4 separate regions of the Sus scrofa genome follow, and regions 1, 3 and 4 are each linked to region 2. The links are chromatin contacts, called in public HiChIP or PLAC-seq maps. All regions are on one chromosome and are shown on one strand. Each heading gives the region's core, a stretch centred on a gene start, on an enhancer-like site or on the middle of the called end of the contact. The rest is flanking DNA. Distances are from core to core; before and after follow the strand shown.

Region 1 (4,932 bases), core at 2,290-4,789, 300 kb before region 2:
CAGTAGAGAGGAAGAGAGACAGGGCGACAGGCTGGAAGGCAGAGAAAGCCAGGATCGGAAGAAAGGGGGACAGAGCCCAGAGGGCAACGCAGAGATGCCAACTGATACAGAAAAGGCTGGAAGACACACCCTAGGTGCCCCTTTCCCTCGGCCCTCTCCCCACAACCTCCAACACACAGCAGAGCATGGCAGCTGGCAGCCTGGGGCCCGTGGGGTCAGAGAGGCCCCAGGAGCCCATCAGGCCCATGAATTTGCTGGCCCCCATCCAGGTATGTGGCAGGATCAACTTTTCTGGGGAGAGGTCCCCCAACTTGCCCTCAGGACCCTCAACCAAGGGGGTCCCCCAACTTGCTCATATTCTGAGCTGTGTCCAATTCCCTTACAAAAAGCTCCCACCAAAAACTGGGAGCCACATCCTGTCCAGGCTCCAGGAGACCTGGTGCCCGTGGGCCACCCAGGACCCCAACCTCGGGAAAAGGTGGGAGACTGGGGTGGTGGGGGGAGCACTCCAGGTCCTGGCAGCTGAGGGAAGCACCTCCTGGGGGCTGAAAGGCCTGGAATCAACCCACCCCAGGGACCCCATGGGGAGTCACTCTCTGCCCCCATGTCCCCTACCACCGCCTCAGAGGCCACCACCAGGCCCAGCGTGCTCAGATCTGCCACCACACCTCAGCCCCGGGCTGACAAGAGGCTCCAGGCCCTACTGTGATTTCCAGCAGAAGTCGGCACCCTCACTACCTCATCTCAAGTCTGAACCACTGATAAGCCTGCCCACTCCCTCTTCATTTATGGACCCGAGCTGGGCCCAGAGCCCTGCCCCTGACAAGGAAAGGCCACGCCCACTTCCAGGAGGGTCCGTGGGGGCGACCTCTAACTCCCCAGGTCATTCTGGTCTCACCTCCCATGGGCCAGGTCTCTCACCTGGAGGTCTCACGACTTACATCAGCATCAGCATCCCCTGTCCCAGGCAGGGTGAGTGCTGGGGGTTCTCAGTCACACAGGCTGAGACCACAACCCCTCATCCCGAGGCCGGGCGTCTCTGAGCAAATCTCAGAAGGTCTCTCAGCCTCAGTTTCCTCATCTGAATAATGGGTGCAGTACCATCACACTTTCATCTCCTCCATCATTCAGCAAATGTTGACTAGCACCTACTATGTGCCAGGCACTGCTCTGGGCCCTGAGGACACAGAGATGAGCAAGACGGGCAAAGTCCCAGGCCCTCATGGAGGTGACACTTTAGAGGGGCCACACCAACAATAAGCAAGATAATCAAGATAATCCTGGATTGGGGAACTTAATAGGGAGAGTGGGGTAGCGACTGGGGGTGGGGAGGGTATAGCTATTTTAGATTCAGGGAACAGAAAAGTCTCTCGGAGGTGGCCATGCACCAATATCTTGATCACGAGAAGGACCCAGCTGTGGAAAGATCCAGAGGGAGATGTGCTCCCGGCAGAGGGCACTGAGCACAAAGGCTCTGAAGTGGGGACAAACGCAGAAAACAGAGAGAAGACGCATGTGGCTGGAGGTGGGGCAGGGACAGGGGAGGGGAGGAGTGAGACCGGCAGAGCCAGCTGTACACGGTCTTGTGGGCTGGGGCACAGGAGAGGATCTGGACTTCAAAAAAAAAAAAAAAGAAGTGATGTCAGCCCAAGAGCAATGAGCCCACTGGCACCAAGATCTTGGTCTCTAACACCATCCTCCAATAAAAAGAGCCGTATTTCTCCCGGAAGAATGGCTGAGTCCAGAGCTAGGGCAGGAAGTACACAAGATGAGCCCAGGACATCTTTAAGTAACAAATGCTAAAAATGAAAAACAAGATCAGAAGGACACAGGCAGGACCTAACCTGAAAAGATGGCCAAAGCTGGAACAATTTAAGAGGCAAGCTAAATAACACTAGATTATAACCGGAAGAATAAAATAAATATCCATGTGTCCACATGGATATAAATAAGTGATTGAATAAATAAATGAATGAGGGAGAAAGGACAAATGTTCCTTACAGAACTGCAATTTTATTTGCTTTCTAGGGACACACCTAAAAAGAAGTTCCCAGGCTAGGGGGTCGAATCAGAGCTGCAGGTGCCGGCCTACACCACAGCCACAGCAACGCTGGATCCTTAACTCACTGAGGGAGGCCAGGGATTGAACTCACATCCTCATGGATACTGAGTCAGATTCTTAACCTGCTGAGCCACAACGGGAACTCCCCGAATTCCAATTAATAAACATCAAAGGACTGAAGGAAGCAGAAGATCACTGTTAGATACCACAGTGGTAATTGCTTCAGGCAAGACCCTTGCATGAATCTTAAACTGGCAAAACTTGGAGGAGAGACAGGAAATGTGCACAGCCTCAAAGCATTTCCCCCAAATAAATACCAATCATTGTGACAGTTTTAACTTGCGTCCACAAATTCTTTGATATCCGCCCCTCAAACATATCCAGGAGGTGCAGCTGGACTCCCCTCCCCTCCCCTCGAGAGTGGGCTGGATGGTAACTTGCTATTAAGGCACAGAGTAGGGACAGGAAAGACAGCAACACGAGAGACATGTCTGACACCTCCTGGTGGGGGTGGGGGTAGGGGGGGTCAAGGTCAACACCACCTGTAGTAACACGAACACCTCCAGTTGGGGGTGGCAGGTGCCCCCCCTGTGTCATGATGGGGAGGGCACCTCACCTCTGCGGGACTTTTCCCCCAAATCCACAAGCCCAGCCCCTCCAGAAACAATATCAGACACACCCAAATTGTGGGACATTCTGCAAAACCCCTGACCAGTGTTCTTCAAAAATGTCAGGGTCAGGGGAGTTCCCACTACGGCTCAGTGGGCTAAGAACCCGACCAATATCCATGAAGATGCAGGTTCGATCCCTGACCTCGCTCAGTGGGTTAAAGGATCCGGTGTTGCTACAAGCTGCGGTATAGGTCACAGACACAGCTTGGATCCCATGTTGCTGTGGCTGTGGGGTAGGGCAGCAGCTGCAGCTCCGCTTTGACCCCTAGCCTGGGAACCGCCATATGCCACCAGGAAGCCATAAAAAGAATAAAAAGGGAGTGGTGGGGGAGGGGGAAGAGGGACAAAATCTGCTGAAATGCCACAGTGAGATCAAACAATTTACTTTAGAGTTTGCAGAGGACTTGATGTATATCATGAATTTAAATGCATCGCCCCAAAAAGATGTTGGGGTCCTAACCCCCCAGTACCTTAGAATGTGGCTTTATCTGGAAATCAGGTCTTGAAGGTCATGAAGCATGAGGTCTTTGCAGGGTGTGGGGGGGCAGGTGCTAATTCCATGTGACTGCTGTCTTTATAAAAAGGAGAAATTCAGACATGGAGACGGACACACACGGAGGGAAGGTGGCGTGAAAAGACGCAGCGAGAAGGCCCCGTGAAGATGGAGGGTTGAGGCATCTACAGGCCAAGGAAGGCCAAGGATGCCGGCAAACACCAGAAGCTGGAGGACGCACGATGCAAGAGATCACAGCTCTGCCTACACCTTGACTCCGGACTTGCAGCCTCCAGAGAACGAACTGCTGGAGTTTTCAGCCACTCAGTTTGTGGTGATGGGTTCCAGCAGCCCGAGGAAACTGACACAGCCTGTAACAGTCTTCAGCAAGCAGTGCTGCTGTGGCTTCAAGCTGAAGAGGCCCCAGTGCGAACAAAGGCTCGTGGGGGCAGAGGTGACACACGCAGCCGCCTCTGTTCCCTGAAGCTACTGGAGGGCATGAATTCTCCCAGGCTGATCCGGGTTTCCTTCCAAAACAAGCACCATGCCTGGCACCTAGGAGCATCTGCTTACTGCCAAAGAGGACAAATGTCAAGTCCACAGGTTGCAAACGGGCACAGTCCACCAAGTGGGAGCCAGCTCGTGAGCCTGTTGTGTTTGGACTGTGGTGCTTTCTAAAAAATCTGAATTCGTTGCCAGTATTGAAAACCAGAAGCTCCTGCAGGAAGGGCTGAACTTAAAGCTTCTCCTAAAGAAAAATCAGGCAGCCTGGCCATACTCCCTCATGGCCACAGGCTGGGAACTGAGGCCTGCTGGCCCCTTTAGAAGTGACGAGCTCACCACTAGTCCCCACCACTCCCTACTGCCTCCCACCAGCCCTTCCCACTCTCATTTTGTCCCCGCCCTGGAGGCAAGCATCTGGGTTTGTGCGCCCCTGGACATCTGGCTTGGGATGTTTGCTTGTGCAACCTTCTTCTGGCACATTTTTTGAGTGTTTGTTTTGTCCCAAGCAGTGTTTAAGCATAGCAGCTGCAAACAGCTTACTGCAGACAAATCCTTTCTGCTGAGATTTTGTCTGGCAAAAATAAAGAACAGAGTCTCTCTCAGAGAGCTCTGGAGGGCCAACGGACCAGCAACACGATGAGTTCACCAGTAGAGACATTTATGGGGTGCAAAGGCTATCTACAGTCTCCCGGAGAAGTCAGGATTTAAAAAGCACAACCGATAAAGAGATACAGACCTCGTCGGCTGATACTGGACTAGGCAGGGGAATGGGAACTAGGAAGGAGCAGAAAGGAGATAGGAAGTCTCTGGACATTCAAGGAAGAGTCTGGCCACGCTGTGGGTGGGACTGGCCCTGGAGCCTAAGGGGAAGTCCTGCCAAAAGACAGCCTGGTCAGTCAGGGGAGACTTCCTGGAGGAGGAGAGATCTGAGCTGAGACTTGGGAGAAGCAGAGGAATCGAGGGAGCAGAAGGAAGTGAGGAGAGCACTGGATTCCAGGGCACTAAGGGTGACAGTGAACTGGAGGGGGGAAAGTGGGGCATTCGGGGAAAGCTAGACCCGCCCCCTGCAACCATGGAAGGCAGCCCGGGCAGGGCCCTGAATGCCTTGGGGGAGATCCTGTCAGACCGGGGTGACTGATGTCTGAGCCATGCTTACTGGGGGCCAAGCACTTTTCCCATGTTAAAATGACTCTCCAAGGAGA
Region 2 (4,803 bases), core at 1,273-3,772:
TATTTGTTGAATCAACTATAAAGAATCTATTATTTATGGAGTCTTTGTTATGTGCCAGATACTGTGCTAAGTCCCCTTGATACTTTGATTCCTTGAATCCTTACTGCATTCCGCAGGATGGTCTAGGTTATGCTGCAGTAACAAACAGTCCCCCACATCTCAGTAGTTTAAAATAACAAAAGTTTATTTCTTGCTCACAGTACAGAAGACAACATGGGGTCATATTTTGTGTAGTCCTCATTCTGGGACCCAAACTGAAGGAATACCCAACATCTCAGGCGTTGCCTGTTACCAGGGCAGATAGATAGGAGTTTTGAAGGTTCTCACCCCAGCAATTGAATGCTGCAGCCCAACAAGTGATACTTTATTCTCATCTCATTGGCCAGAAGAAATCACATGATTCTACCCAACCACAAGGGGGCCAGGAAGTGCCTTCCTCCCATGTGCCCAGGAGGTGGAAGATTTGGCGTACAGACTACTAATGGCAACCACATTGGTATTTTTATTATGCTCATTTTTACAGATGAGGATGTTGTGGCCCAGAGAGGTTAAGTGACTTGCCCAAGATCACAGAGCTAGTAAATAGCAGAGCTGGGATTCAAACCCAGCTCTGTCTGACTCTAGAAACTAGTGTCTCAGCTGTTGCTATTTATAATCCCCAAAGTATGATCTGTTTAACTTTGTTTGTTCACAAGTTAAACACATTCAGTGAATTGGGCTGATGCAAGACACCCACCGAAACACCTCCAGAAAGGGGTGGATCGCCACAGTCACGTATTCTTAAATTACACAAGTCACAAGCAAAGGCAAATACTGCTCAGAAAACAAACAGACGAAGTCCTGTTCACGACATGTTTGGTTTGGCCCACAGAGTATTTTATTTAATTGGAACATGTTGCCAATAATTGAAAATCAGGAGATTTCACGTTTTAAAAAAACAGCTTCCCTTGAAACTTTTAAAAAGAAAAATGGAAAGACCTGGCAACAATAGCCTGCATTCCCATAAGGCAGTCAGTCAGCGTGACTGCAGACAAAGCCAGGTTCTCAGATGACAGAAAGGCAGCCTGCGTTGGAGTCTAGAGGGAGGGGTGTCATTAGCCCAGAGCCCAACACACAAAATGCCACTCTCTTGAACTACAGATGTAACAGCCTCACTTTCACACTTTAACATAATTTCATTGCAGTCTTTGCAATAACGAGTGTCAACTGTGTGCCTTTAAAAGTGTAGAAAAGATGCCGCTTTGGAGAGTGAAAGCATCACTGTCCCCAGCCACACCCACTAGGTCTCTAGCTAAGCTTTGGGCAGATAAAACCTTCCCCCACTAGCTACCCTACCACTCAAAGGAGAAATACCTGGCCTTCTGAGCAAATTTACATGCTGCTTAGCTCCAAGGGCATTTGAACTCACCTCCCCTGATATACACATAACCACTTAAAGCCGGTTTTAGGCACTAGGATATCTGCCAGTGATTCGCAGGGGAGAATGCCCATGCTGTATTTGACAGCGACACCTTCTGGTAGTGTCCGGTTTTACAGCTCAGCTCTACCAGACCTTGGAAATACTTCAATAAACCACGTCCTGAATGTTTGGGTTCCTTCCAGGAGTACTTTGTGACCCATTTGAAAGTCTTTTCAAACTATTTTTCATCTTGAGGTGCATAAAATGTCCTTTACAATCCTCATGAGAAACTGTGAAATCAATGGGGCAGGAATTAGAACTCCTGCTGGAGGTGTTCCCGCTGGGGCTCAGCAGGTTAAGAACCTGACATATCATATATGAGGATATGGGTTGGACCCTGGCCTCACTCAGTGGGTTAAGGATTTGGCATTGCCACAAGCTGTGGCATAGGTCACAGGTGTGGCTCAGATCCAGAGTTGCTGTGGCAGTCACAGTTCTGATTCAACCCATAGATTGGGAACTTCCATGTGCCACAGGTGCAGCCGTAAAAAAATAAATAAGTACATACATACATACATAAATACGTAAATAAATGAATTCATGGTTTAAAAAAAAAAAAACTCCTGTCGGACAGAGAGGGGTACATGCACAGAGAGGCACAAGTGACTTGCCTGAAGGATACAGCATGGCCAGGCCTCTTCCGCAAATGGCTCTAGGTTCCAAACCCTGCCGTCTACCTAATCTCTGAGCCTGATATCATGGGAGAAACCACGTCCTTCCCCCAAACAGATGCTGCTGCCTCAGCCAGAGCCCACAAGGCTGAGCATACCCTGAGCAGGGCCAGAGATCCGTGTCTCTTCTGGAAGTTCCCGTCCCCTAAAATGGAAGAAATTCCAGCAGCCCGGGGAAGAGCAGATGGGGCGGGCCACGGACCCAGACGGAAGAGCCCAGAGACCAGAAGAATGTTCCACAGTTCTGAGAGCCTGCCATGGTCCCAGCCACCACGCGAACGCCTTCCAGACCACACTGTTTCAACCCATCTGCTGAGATGTTTTCCCTGGGGGAGTGGAAGTTGCATTTCGTAATGGAAGTCGGGGAGGTGCATGAGATCTAGTTTGCAGAAAAGTGCATCGTGGCTAATATTGCTCAAACATCTGTCACTTGAAGTGAAAAACAAACATCTCCATCTCGAAGCTCCCCCCACCCCCACTTTCCTCTTCAACCCAGAAGTTTGCAGCAGCTCAGGCTTCATGACGAATGGACCCAGGAGATCTGGAAACACTTCTGAGTCCAGATTCCAAGACACTGCCATTTGGCCTTCGCCCTCAGGACAGACACGCCTGGAACCCTCAGGAGCTGGCACTTGAGCCCTCAGAGGGGAAAGTCAGAGAAAGGGCCCCCACCCTCACTGAAGCAGCAGACCTTAGCCATCCCTCTGGCAAACATCCAGGGAGGCTTCCTGGATCTCTCTTGCCCTCTCTTTGGGGTTTTGTTGTGGGTGGGAGGGAGCCAAGCACTATTTTTAGAAATGGTTATTCGGACTGCTCTTCTTCCCCTCCCATTCGCAACCTCTCTGGAATGAGCCTGGAGGGTCCCCTGCTGGGGGCTTATCTGGGAGACGCTGGGCACGTGCCTGGCATGCAGAGCCTCTTTGTGGATGGAGTTGGGCTTGCGCTGGGGGTTGGAATGAGTCTTTCAATCTCAGGTTCTCCAGAAGCAGCACCCATTTGTACCTGTGGTTGGAAATGATGTTCCTCGAAGCTGGTTTTCCTAGCTTGATTCCAGAAGGGATACTAGAGATGAGGTCTCTGGCGGCTAGTGACAGAAACCATTTCCCAGAATTCCCTGGTGATGCAGGGGGTTAAGGGTCTGGTGTTGTCACTGCTGTGACTTGGGTCACTGCTGTGGTGCAGGTTTGATCCCTGGCCCGGGAACTTCCACATGCTGAGGACATGGCCAAAAAAAACAAAAAAACAAAAAAAAAAACAGTGACAGGTCTTGGTTAACTGAACCACAAGAGATGTTCAGACAGTAGCTGAGAACACATGCCTTGGACCTGGCCATTGAGACTCAAATCCGGACTCTGACACCTGCCAGTCATTAAGTCCTTGGACTTTTACTCTACCTCGGAGCCTGTTTCCTCATGGGTAAAATGAGGACAGCGATGATAAGGCATTTACCTGGGTTATGAGGACAATGAGAGGAGCTCATATCAAGGGTTGAAAACAGGAGTTTCTGTCACGGCTCAGTGGGTTAAGAACCTGACATAGCGTCCAAGAGGATGCAGGTTTAATCCCCGGCCTCACTTAGTGGGTTAAGAATCTGGCGTTGCTGCCAGCTTCACCATAGGTCACAGATGTGGCTCAGATGTTGCTGTGGCTGTGGTGTAGGCTGGCGGCTGCAGCTCTAATTTGACCCCTAAGCTGGAAACTTCCATATGCCGCAGGTGCAGCCATAGAGAAAGAAAGAAAAAAGAAAGAAAGGAAAGAAAGAAAGAAAGACAGACAGACAGACTATACCCTGAGCAAGTAAGACAATATATTTTTAAAATATTTTTTTGAGGAGTTCCCGTCGTGGCACAGTGGTTAACGAATCCGACTAGGATCCATGAGGTTGCAGGTTCGATCCTTGGCCTTGCTCAGTGGGTTAACGATCCGGCGTTGCCGTGAGCTGTGGTGTAGGTTGCAGACGCGGCTCGGATTCCGCGTTGCTGTGGCTCTGGCGTAGGCCAGTGGCTACAGCTCTGATTTGACCCCTGGCCTGGGAACCTCCATATGCTGCGGGAGCGGCCCAAGAAATAGCAAAAAGACAAAAAAAAAAAAAAATATATTTTTTTGAAAAGAAAGAAAACAGTGTAGAAATCACTCAATAAATGTCAGCATGGCCCAAGAAATAACAACAACAACAAAAAAGACAAAAAAAAAAAAAAAAAAAAAAAAAAAAAAAGTTGGAGTTCCCGTCGTGGCGCAGTGGTTAACGAATCCGACTAGGAACCATGAGGTTGCGGGTTCGATCCCTGCCCTTGCTCAGTGGGTTAAGGATCTGGCGTTGCCGTGAGCTGTGGTGTAGGTTGCAGACGCGGCTCGGATCCCGCGTTGCTGTGGTTCTGGCGTAGGCCGGTGGCTACAGCTCCGATTCAACCCCTAGCCTGGGAACCTCCATATGCCGCGGGAGCGGCCCAAGAAATAACAACAACAACAAAAAAGACAAAAAAAAAAAAAAAAAAAAAAAAAAAAAAAAAAAAAAAAAAAAAAAAAAAAAAAAAAAAAAAAAAAATAAATGTCAGCAACAACCAGCTTTAGGAGAAGAACTGGTTCACCAGGGCCCAGAGTTTGTCTGAGCTTCTGAGATTTTTGCTGAGGATCAGGCCCGTCCCTGGGGGATCAGCCATGTGGCCACACAGA
Region 3 (5,246 bases), core at 884-3,383, 380 kb before region 2:
TGCATGCAGTTCCACCCAGTGCAAACAGTTGGTGCCCAATGATAGCACACTGGCTGACTCAGCGAGGAGGCCAGGCTTGGGTGAACTACTCACCAGGCGGGGCGTAGGAGAAGGCCAAGGGGTCAGGGGCATGCGGGGAGGCCTTGATCACCTCGCGAGGGGGCACGGGGAAGGGCAGGCCTGATGTCCAGCATGAGGGATCCGTGGGCAGCTTCTGGCCCTCCGCCACAAAGGCCGGGAAGAACACGGGCTTCTCTGCTGAGGGGTGAAGGAGGGCAGTCAGCCACACTGGGCCAGCCCTCAGACCCCCGCCCCAGCTATGCTGCTCAAACGAGACCTGCCCTGTGCCTGCAGCGCCAGCCTTGGCTGGGGGAGGGTCCCGGCCAACAGCGACAGGGGGCCTGTGATGGAACCCCCAGGTCTGCAGGCCAGGCACTGTGATGACTCCCATGATGTCCTGCCAAGCACATGTGCCCCGGGGGTTCTCAGCAGCCCGATGCCAGCCCTGGAAATCCCACAGGCACTTCCCAGGTACCGGGGGAGCAGGGGCTTGGACGAGCCTCCAAACCAGGGGGTGGCAGATGGCGGCACAGGGCCCGCCCCCCCCCCCGATCTCGTCTGCACACTTGTACTGGAATGCGGTCACGTCCACCCGTTTATTTATTATCTACAGCAGAGCTGAGTCGTTGCGACAGAGACCGTCTGGCCTGCAAAGCCTGAAATATTTACTATCTAGCCCTTTCCGGAAGAGGCTTGCTGACCTCTCCCTTGATGAAGGCGGTCAGAACGGCTTGCCGAGATCCTCGGACGTGTGCTCTGTCAGGCGTGGCTAAGGGCCCAGACGCCCGGGGTGACAGCATGCATACATCAGCCTGTTTGCTGAGCGCGTACCACGTCCAGGCGCTGGGCTGAGCCCTACAAAAGCATGAACTCAAGAAGCCTCCTCACAGGCTCAGAAGGAAGAGGGTGCCCAGGCCCAGCACGTGGAGAGCAAGCTGCATACAGACACATCAATAGACAAATCTACAGTCCCCAGCAGATAGTTGGCCCAGTCAGGATGTGACCCCTTAGCCTCCCCGCCACTGCAGCTGCAGATAACATGACAGCAGCGGAGGCTGACGCTCCCTGGGGGTGTCCTTGGGAGGCTCCAACGAAGTGCTCTGCGTGAACTGACTCGTTCATCCTCGCGACACCCTACAGGGAATGGACGATTATTATCCCCATTTTGCTGACGGGAACACAGAGGCTCAGAGAGGCCAAGTCACCAGGTCAGAGGCCCACAGCCAACAAGAGGGAACTCTGAATGCAGGGAGCTGGGCCACAGGCAGTGACCTTACCCTTCACCACGCACGCTGACCACAGGAAGAGGAGCAACCATAGGCCCTGGATTCTCAGGCCTGGGGACAGCTCCCAGACACGACCAAAGGCCACACCGCCTTCACAGCGTTCTCCCGCTGGCCTCTCTCTGCTGAAATCCATCCTAAGCGCTGAACTTCTAGCTTGAGAACTGGTGTTGGGCTGGAGGACCAACCCCGGGGGACTAACTGGCTGATGATGACTTGGCAACATCAGGCCTGGGATGGGAATGGCAGGCAAGGGTCCTCCCTCGGGCCACCTCCAGATGACAGAAGGAGGCTCTGAAGGCCCGTCAAGGGGAGGCGAGAGTGTCAGCATCGGTGAGTGGAGCCCACTGTGCCGGCAGGTGGGGCAGAGGCACATCCTCTGTTTCTCTCCTGGGCAGAGGGGAGACTGAACTTCCCCCTGAGTCTGTGCCTGGTGAAGGAGGTGGCCCAAGGAAAGGGTCACAGCTGCGGGGAGCAGTGGGGTGGGGATTCTCATGCTCAGCCAGCCCCTAAAGGAGGCACCCGGAAATTCCACAAATGCCCTGGACCTCCCCTGTCCAGCTACCCGACCCTGTGCGAGCCTGGGCCGCTGGCTCCAGCTCGGCTCCGGCTGCAGTGGGCGGGGACAGAAGCCAGGGTGAACCGGGGTGGGGGGGGGCCCTCCGGTGTTGGAAGGGAACCTTGGGGTCGGGCCAGGCTGGGCAGGAGGCCCAGAGCCTGGAGAGACAACCTGTTCCTCCAGCTGGGCCCAGGGAGCCCCAGGGATGGGCTGGGCGGAGCTGCTCCACGTGGGAGCCAGGAGGCGGGGAGGCTCTGGAGAGACCAGAGAGGTAGTGCTGGGTGTCAGGTTCACGCATGTGCCTAAGGTGCTGAACTGTGAGCCAGGCTACGGTGCCCGGTGCCAGGTGTACCGTCTCCTGAGCAGAGGGCAATTCCAGGAAAACAGCGTGGCCCTCCGCTGTGCCAACGGGCCAGGGGCCAGACTCAGAAACCACAGCAGTGGCTCACTTTCTCCCAGGACAGGGCCTGTGACCTGTCCCAGCAGGCCCTGCCTGGCCCCATGTGGTGCCCTGCCACCCAAGTGTGGCCCAGCCCAGCTTGGATCTGGCGCCCGCCAAAGCTGTTTGGGCCCCTGACATTGCTAGGCAGCTACCGCCCTGGGCTGGCGCCCCGGCCCTGGAATGTCCTTCCAGAGCCAGACCCCATGTCTCACACAACAGTCTTGCCCAGAGAACCCGCCCCAACTGTGGGGAGTCCCCATCCCAGCGTGGGTGGCCGGCAGGGTCCCAGGAGAAGGAAGACATCCTGCTTTCAACCCCACACTTGGGTTCATCGGCAGGTCCTTTTGCTCCTGAAACAGAACCTCTGTGCCCTCCTTCCATCCAGTGTGGCTGTGACCAGCGCTGGCCTCCTCCGTCTGCCCCCACTCCCCGTGGCCCCAGTCCTCAACAATGGCCAGAGAGCTTTCTAAATTATAAATCAGACTGCCTGATACTCCCAACACACACACACACACACACAGACACACACACACACACACACACACACACACACACACACACACACACACACACACACACACACACCCTTAAAATCCCTTTGGCAAAGGCTCATTCTGCACCTGAGACAAAATCCCCACAGTGCCACCACCTCCCACCAGCCCTGCAAACACAACAAACTTATTCCCACCCTAGGGCTTTGCATGTGCTGTTCCTGTGCCTGGAATGCCCTTCCCCCAGACTGTCCCACAACTACCTTCTTTTTACAGAGACACTTCCCTGAGCCCCTCTTCACTCCCTCTGTCTTGTCGCTTTCTTTTCTTTTTTTAGCTTTTTAGGGCCGCACCCACGGCACATGGAGGTTCCCAGGTTAGGGGTTGAATCAGAGTTACAGCTGCCAGCCACAACCACAGCCACAGCAACACCAGATCTGAGCCGCATCTGTGACCTACACCACAGCTCATGGGAATGCTAGATCCTTAACCCACTGAATGAGATCAGGGATCAAACCCACAACCTCATGGTTCCTAGCAGGATTCATTTTTGCTGTGCCATGAGGGGAACTCCCGTCTTGTCTCTTTCGATGCATGAACTACTCTAAAGTCACCTGGCTTCCTGCCATGCTCCCTGGTCTAAGGGCCTCCTCATTCACAAAAACAGCAGCTCCTCCAAATGGGGACTTGATCCTATTCCCTGCTGACCCCCCCCGCTGCCTGGCACAGTGCTGAGCAATCTAGGTGTTCGAAGAACATCCTGCCCTGTGGCCATAAGCTGGTCCATATGGGTGGCATCCGGATTTCCTGCGGCAGGTGAAGGCGGCCATGGGGAGGCAGTTGAGGTGGGCTGATTAGCTGGGGAGTCACTTGCAGGAAGTGTGGAGCTGTCCTGCTTCAGGGACGGCCCTGCTCTTTGTCCTCAGACAGGCACATGGCCTCACCCTCAGGGAGGCCCATGGCCAAGGGCCAGCGTGGCTTTTTAGAGACAGCAGGACGCTGTTATACCCAAGGCTGGTGGGGGGTGGGGGTGGGGGCGCAGGTGGCCTTAGCCGCCCGAACCTGTCCCTGGGCTGCATTGATCACAGAGGGTCACCTGGGGTCCTGCTGCCCTCAGAGCCCTAGAGCAGCCTGCAGGAGCCTGGGCTAGCCCAGAGTGGGGGACCCTCTGTAGGGTCAGCCCCCAATGCCTGGGACAGGACAGGCTGATCTGGGACGAGTGCCCCTTTGGGACAGAGGCTTGAGATTTCTTGGGTCCAGTGGGGAGCGGGGCAAAGACAGAAGATCCAGAGAATAAGAAACCACGCCCCACCTGTCTCCTGACCTTGAGCTTCACGTGGTGACAATAAAGCACGCCCTGGGCAGTTGCTGCAACGCAGCTGCTGCAACACAGCTGCTTGGGGAATCACCCCACTGGCTCCCTAGTGAACCCAGGGACCTTGGCCTGGAATAAGGTCAGAGTGAAGGCTGGAGGGGGCAGCGCTTCCTGCCCAGATCACAGTTATTGCCAGCTGGCACTGAGCTTCATCTGTGGGTCTAGAAGCTCATGTGTGGACTGAATCACATGGAACCAGAGGCGGAGCCACAGACATGTTTTTGTCTATGCACAACACTTTTGAAAATTTTGAGAAGTTGCCAATATTGAGAAACTAGATTTCACATGGAAAGATTGATTTCTAGCTTCTCTGAAAGGACAACTGCGGGCCTGTATCACTACGTGGTAACACGGCTGAGGCCAATGTGTGCCTGTGTTTGAAAAAACCAGGAGTTCTCTAATTTGCCACAGTCCCCACCGTCCCCTACTGCCTCACTCCCACATGTTTTACTCATTTACTTGGCCTGCCCCAACACTGTAGGTATGGAGTTTGCAACAGCTGCTCTGCACACACAAATGCCGCTATGCCCACCCATTTGCCCTCACTCACACTCTCTCAGCCACCGACACACACTTACCCTCCTTCTCGGCAGGAGGCACAGGACTCCTGCTTTTGCCTCGAGGGCTGTTGCTGGGCTGCTGGGGGGTGTCACCCTCCGGCTGCAGGTGCTGCGGTGCTGGTGGGGCAGGGGGAGCTGGCTTAGGGGGAGCCGTGTCCTCCCGGGGGGGTTCGTGGACTTTGGTGACCTGCTGAGAGAGGCAGGGAGAAGTGAGCGTCTTGACAGGCCGCCCAGAGGTCACAGAGATCAGGGGAAGCCTTCCAGAACCCCTGTGTGTGACCAGCCTGGAAACTGAGGCCTGGAAGAGGGAGTGACACACCCAGGGGGCACACAGCTCGAGGGCCGGAAGGGCAGGGCTCTACACAAAGGGTATAGGATGTCCCCGCTGATATCAGCTGGCTGGCAGTGGATGCGGGAACCAATGCTAACCTCCCCACCAGCCCCTTCCCCCGTCCCCAAATCTTTCTGGGTCCCAG
Region 4 (5,010 bases), core at 497-2,996, 280 kb before region 2:
AAGCAATGCTTAAGTAATTTGCGCAAGGTCACAGAGCCAGGAAGTGGTAGAAATGGGATCTGAACCTGGACAACTGGCTAAAGTACATGCGGCCCCTTAGTTCTCTTGTCATTATGATTGTTATTCATGTTACTTGGGGTAGAAGGGTCACCAGCCCTGCAAGGCCCAGCTCCCAGCTCCCAAGCCCCAGCAAATTCAGTCTCAGCCTGCATCCACTGCAGCTTCAAAAGGCAGAGGCATAGCTAAATTAGGTGATCCAGTAGTCCCTGCCTGGAGCATAAGGCACAGGTACCAACTGCATGTTCCCATCCAGGCTGGCCCTGGGACACCAGGCACTCCCCAGCTCCCACCTGGACTCTGAGCACTGATCCAGCAGCCAGGGTCAGACCCCATATCAGGGATAGCGGGGAAATATGACCAGGAGCCCAGAGCAGGAGAGGACCAAAGGGGCCAAGGCAGGGAGGAGAGGTCCTCCTTCTGTCACACTTCACTGTGTGACCTCACACAAGGAACAATCCTTCTCTGGGCCTCAGTTTCCTCATCTATGAAATAAGGGAGAATACGCAGGCCATGAATACAGGCCTTGAGCATATTTGGAAAGAGTCAACTGTCAATCACTGAAGGTGAGTCCTTAGTGGCTTTATGGGAAGATGGGTAACTCACCATCTCACAGGACACCAGATTCCACTTTAGGGCAGCTCAAGCCTTATTAGTTTAACCCCTGGGAGACACTCTGCTCTTGGTACCCTAAGCCCCTCCCCTAAGACCAAGCCTCCTCCAGACACCACGCAGCTGGCCTCCACAGATCCCTAGAAGCCCCGGTAGTCTGCTACAGAACCTGTGTTCTACCACCCCAAAGGCCCCTTCCAGGGCTAAATGTAAGCAGAGGCCGGTGTTGATGAATCAGGCTCTGGGACTGATGGCCTACAGGTTCAAATCCCAGGTCCGCCACTTCTCAGCTGTGTGACTTCAGACAAGTCACTTTATCTCTCTGGGCCTCAGTTTCTCCCTGTGTTCAATGGAAACAATCACTGTGCCTACCCTCTGAGGACTGCTACGTAAAAAACCTGGCCCATCACCTGAAAAGGAGAAGCTATTCAACTAATGTTTGCTGTTATGATGAATAATATTACTATTGTCTACTGCATTACAGGAATTCTTCTACATGAGTCCCTAAGCTATTGCCATCCTTCCACAGATCAACTGGCCCCTAAAGCTCTCCTATGACCTAATGCCTGCATTTCTATTTGTATCTCACAGGCAACATCCACACCAGTCTGTGTGTCTCAGCAGAACGGAACACAGCCACACCAAGATGGGTCTCCACTAGCCGCCCCTCCTCCTCCCACTCACAAACCCAAGTCTGATGAGGGGTTGGAGATTGTTCGCAGAGGTCCCCATTTCACAGATGGAAACACTGAGGCTGGGGGTGGAGAGAGCCAGACGCTTCACAGGGACACCTGCATCCCGCCTGGCAGCCAGCACACAGCAAGCAGAAGGTGGGGTGGGGGCTCCAGGGGGCGGAGTGGGGCATACCCGGTTCTCGTCGTAGATGATCTGCACCAGGCTGCGATGCTTCGACTCAATGGGCGGCGGTGACACAGGCTTCTCAGGCTCGGGTGGCTTGGCGGCCTCCTCCTCCAGCTGTTGCTGTGGGAAGCGGGGAGAGCATAGCGGTGAGCACGCCGGCGGGCGGAAGAGAGGCAGCACCCCCATGGCGGAGGGGCGGCCCCCATGCAGCCGGGCTGGTGGCCCCGCACAGGAAGTCAGGCTGCTAACCATTTCCTCTGAGTCACCCGCAGGGACTCCGAGCCCTGGAGGGCCTCTCTCAGCTCCCACGGGGAAGGGCCTGACCAGGGTCAACTCCAGACTCACAACCAGCCTTCCTGGGTTCAAGCCCAGCTTTGGTGAGCATAAGTAAACAGCTTAAGCCCACTGTGCCTCAGCTTCCTCATCTGTAAAGTGGGCTCATTAACCCTGATGAGTTAATGCATGCATAGTGCAGACTGGGGACGCGCTAAAGACCAGCCACTAGCCATCATTACCACCACAAGTGCCGTCATCCTCAGGAGAGGCTGGAAACTCTGGGGCCAAACTGTCCAGACTGGAACCCTATTTCCCTATTTCTACTACTTACTTGCTATGTAACCCTGAGAAGCTGCTAAACTTCACTTTTCTCATTTGGAAAATGGGGATAATTAAAGTTTCTATCCTAGAGTTGATATGAGGATGAAATGAGCAGATGCATGCAAAGCACTAAACACCTAACAACCAGCTTCTCATCATCGTCATTATCATCGTCATCTGCCTGTGGTCCTCACGCTGGACCCTCCTCCTCCAAACACCATTAAGGACCTCCCTTCAAGCTACTGTCTGCTTTCTAGCAAAAAGAGAAAGCAAAGACCAGAGAGCGTAAGACACTGGCCCAAGGTCACACAGGAGGCCAAGGCCCAGGGGTACAATCTGACAGGGCGTTTTGGGTGAGATGAGAACACTGTTCTTTGCACAGAAGGCTCACACATTGCGCCCATGACAATTATGGAGCAAAAAGATAAAATAAAACCATTTTTTTAAATGACCATTATAAACTCAAAAAAAGGTGGCCACGAGGAGGGAAACACAGAAAGAGCCAGAAAATCCAGTTTTGGCTGCTGCGGGCACAAAGGCCTGGCTGGTTGAGCTGAGCTGCCTCAATGCCACAGTGACCCCTGATGGTGGCTTTTAGAAGGGCAGTTCGCATGGGGCAAAACAACTAAATCCCTCCAAAAAGGGCAAAACAAATTAAGCAAAGAAATGGAAGGAGTACCCAGCCAGAAAGGGAGGACAGAAAGGCGATTCCAACCAGTGGGTGAAGGTGGCCCTCCCTGAGGCACTAAAAGTGCAACACAAGTTACCACAGGACCCAGCAATTCCATTCCTCCTACAGACCCAAAGGATTGAGAACAGATGCTCAGACAAAAGCACACAGCAGCACTACTCCCGACTGTCAAAAGAAGGAGACACACCAGACGTTCACCAACTGATGAATGGATAAACAAATGTGGTCGATCCATCCATATAGTGGAATATTATTCGGCAATAAACAGACTGAAGCCGATAGAGGCTGCAACGGGGGTGAACGCCGATGCTGAGTGAAAGCTGCTGGACACAGCAGACCATGTGTTTTATGATCCCATTTATAGGAAATGTCCAGACAAATCCATAGAGACAGTAAGCAGGTTGGGGTTGGGGGGTTACTGCTGATGTGTATGGGGTCTCCTTTTTTGGTTGATGGAAATGTCCTAGAACTAGATAGAAGGGGGTAGCTGCACCATGCCATGAATGTACTAAATGCCGCTGCATTACTCATCCTACAATGAGTCATTTTATGTTTTGTGAATTTACCTTTAAAAAAAAAAAATGCCAAAGGAGAATTTCTTTAAAATCTGACTATCGAGGGCTGCTCTGGGCCCCCTGGGCTTCCGGTCGCAGTCAAAAGTGTACACACGACTCAGCCTCATCCCAAAGCCAGGTCTAGGGGGACTAAAGATCCCCAAACGCCACAGGCCTTGGCGATGCCTGCCAGACTCAACCAGGGCCTGCCTACCCACACACTGAGTCGGCCTCCTGGAGACCCACAGACTGCCCCCCCGGGTCTGAGACAGCTGAATGAGTCTCCATGACCAACCCAGCTGCTGGACCATCCTCAGCTCCCCTACCCCCCACCCCCACCCCAGCAAGCAACAGCCCCAAGGCCTCTTGGAATCAACAACCCCCTACCCCTGTACATCTTCCAAAAATCCAGGAAGCATCTCTCACCAGCTTTCCTTCTACTGCCCATAGTGGGCAGGGTGGGCCCATGAACCTATGCAGAGCCCACGCATCCTTACCTGGAGGGGATCAGGGCTGACCCTGCCTCCCCCAGGGTAACCCAGATGCTCCCCAGAGTCAAGACACTGTCACATTGACTCAGTCAAGTTTTTCTCTCTCTTTTTAGGGCCGTGCCTGCGGCATATGGAAGTTCCCAGGCTAGGGGTCAAATTAGATCTGCAGCTGCTGGCCTAGCCCACAGCCACAGCAATACAGAATCCAAGACGCATGTGTGACCTACACTATAGCTCACGGCAATGCTAGCTCCTTAACCTGCTGAGCCAGGGATGGAACCGGCATCCTCGTGGACACTAGCTGGTTCTTAACCCACTGAGCCACAGCAGGAACTCCTCGGTCAATAGTTTTTGAGGAGCAGCCACTACATGCCCGCACTGCTAGGGGCCCAGCAGGGAACAGGAGACAAGAACCCTGTTTTCACACTGCAGTTGTGAAAAGATCACTATGTCACAAAGTGAAATACTCATTAATTCAAATGGTGATGCCATCAAGTGGGGTGACAGGACAGAGCAGGGAGGGCAAACTTTCCTTGTAAAGACCCAGAAAGTAACTATCTTGGGCTTTGCTGGCCACATTGTCTCCGTTGTGACCACTCAACTCTGTAGTTGAATGACAAAAGCAGCCACAGACGACGCGCAAACAAATGGATGTGGCTAAGTGCCAATAAAACTTTATTTACAAAAACAGCATCAACCCAGATCTGGATGGATTTGCTGACCCCTCAGGTAGAGGATGGCTGGGGAGGGGGAAGGGACATCTGAGCAGACACGTGAAGATGCCCAGGAGGGAAGTAGGAGAAGAGCCAGGAAAATGCAGATCATCAATTAACTGCCTATCAGTTCATAGTAAAATGTAAAATTTTTAAGTATAATTAATCTTTATATTATACTTAGAAAGTATATAAGTATACTTTATATTATACTTTATATTATATTAAGATCCCCTCCTTACAACCCTATGAGATGACGTCCTGTCTGTGCCCATTTTACAGATAAGTAAACCGAGTCTCAGGGAGGTGAATGTTCCTAGGCAGAGCTAAGAGGCCCAGCTCACTCAGATTTCAGAGCCAGGGCCAGAGTCACGTGATATTTTCCTCCACATTATGGATGAGGAAAGTGAGGCACAGAGAAGCAACTGCCCCCC

The links. HiChIP or PLAC-seq counts read pairs in DNA pulled down with a chosen protein or histone mark.
Region 1: a contact with region 2 is called in an H3K27ac HiChIP or PLAC-seq map of alveolar macrophages. The contact joins two enhancer-like sites. A contact is called at or near these places in 5 of 47 Hi-C or Micro-C datasets (embryonic fibroblasts, epiblast stem cells, liver and 1 more) and 2 of 2 datasets of contacts at active chromatin or transcription factors (alveolar macrophages and skeletal muscle).
Region 3: a contact with region 2 is called in an H3K27ac HiChIP or PLAC-seq map of skeletal muscle, with 6 times the contacts expected there. The contact joins two enhancer-like sites. A contact is called at or near these places in 5 of 47 Hi-C or Micro-C datasets (liver and skeletal muscle) and 2 of 2 datasets of contacts at active chromatin or transcription factors (alveolar macrophages and skeletal muscle).
Region 4: an H3K27ac HiChIP or PLAC-seq map of alveolar macrophages shows a contact between it and region 2. The contact joins two enhancer-like sites. A contact is called at or near these places in 4 of 47 Hi-C or Micro-C datasets (embryonic fibroblasts, fetal skeletal muscle, heart right ventricle and 1 more) and 2 of 2 datasets of contacts at active chromatin or transcription factors (alveolar macrophages and skeletal muscle).

Annotation. Positions count from the first base shown.
Region 1 is chr14:28,706,183-28,711,114 of Sscrofa11.1, reverse strand. All of the region lies in intron 9 of NCOR2 (nuclear receptor corepressor 2), which reads right to left. Among named protein-coding and RNA genes, the nearest start is that of NCOR2, 66 kb to the right of the region's middle. Within about 2 kb of position 3,539, at least 8 of the 83 cell types and tissues checked have an H3K27ac peak or open chromatin away from gene starts, as enhancers often do. A contact at or near this core is called in alveolar macrophages and skeletal muscle, where this site is marked.
Region 2 is chr14:28,401,155-28,405,957 of Sscrofa11.1, reverse strand. No RefSeq gene overlaps it. Among named protein-coding and RNA genes, the nearest start is that of SCARB1, 100 kb to the right of the region's middle. Within about 2 kb of position 2,522, at least 26 of the 83 cell types and tissues checked have an H3K27ac peak or open chromatin away from gene starts, as enhancers often do. A contact at or near this core is called in alveolar macrophages, liver and skeletal muscle, where this site is marked.
Region 3 is chr14:28,783,683-28,788,928 of Sscrofa11.1, reverse strand. It overlaps NCOR2 (nuclear receptor corepressor 2), which reads right to left. Exons shown (of 49, transcript NM_001044576.1): 24 at 4,789-4,960; 25 at 94-258. Among named protein-coding and RNA genes, the nearest start is that of RFLNA, 55 kb to the left of the region's middle. Within about 2 kb of position 2,133, at least 34 of the 83 cell types and tissues checked have an H3K27ac peak or open chromatin away from gene starts, as enhancers often do. A contact at or near this core is called in liver and skeletal muscle, where this site is marked.
Region 4 is chr14:28,679,112-28,684,121 of Sscrofa11.1, reverse strand. NCOR2 (nuclear receptor corepressor 2) reads right to left here. Exons shown (of 49, transcript NM_001044576.1): 7 at 1,537-1,650. Among named protein-coding and RNA genes, the nearest start is that of NCOR2, 39 kb to the right of the region's middle. Within about 2 kb of position 1,746, at least 9 of the 83 cell types and tissues checked have an H3K27ac peak or open chromatin away from gene starts, as enhancers often do. A contact at or near this core is called in alveolar macrophages, where this site is marked.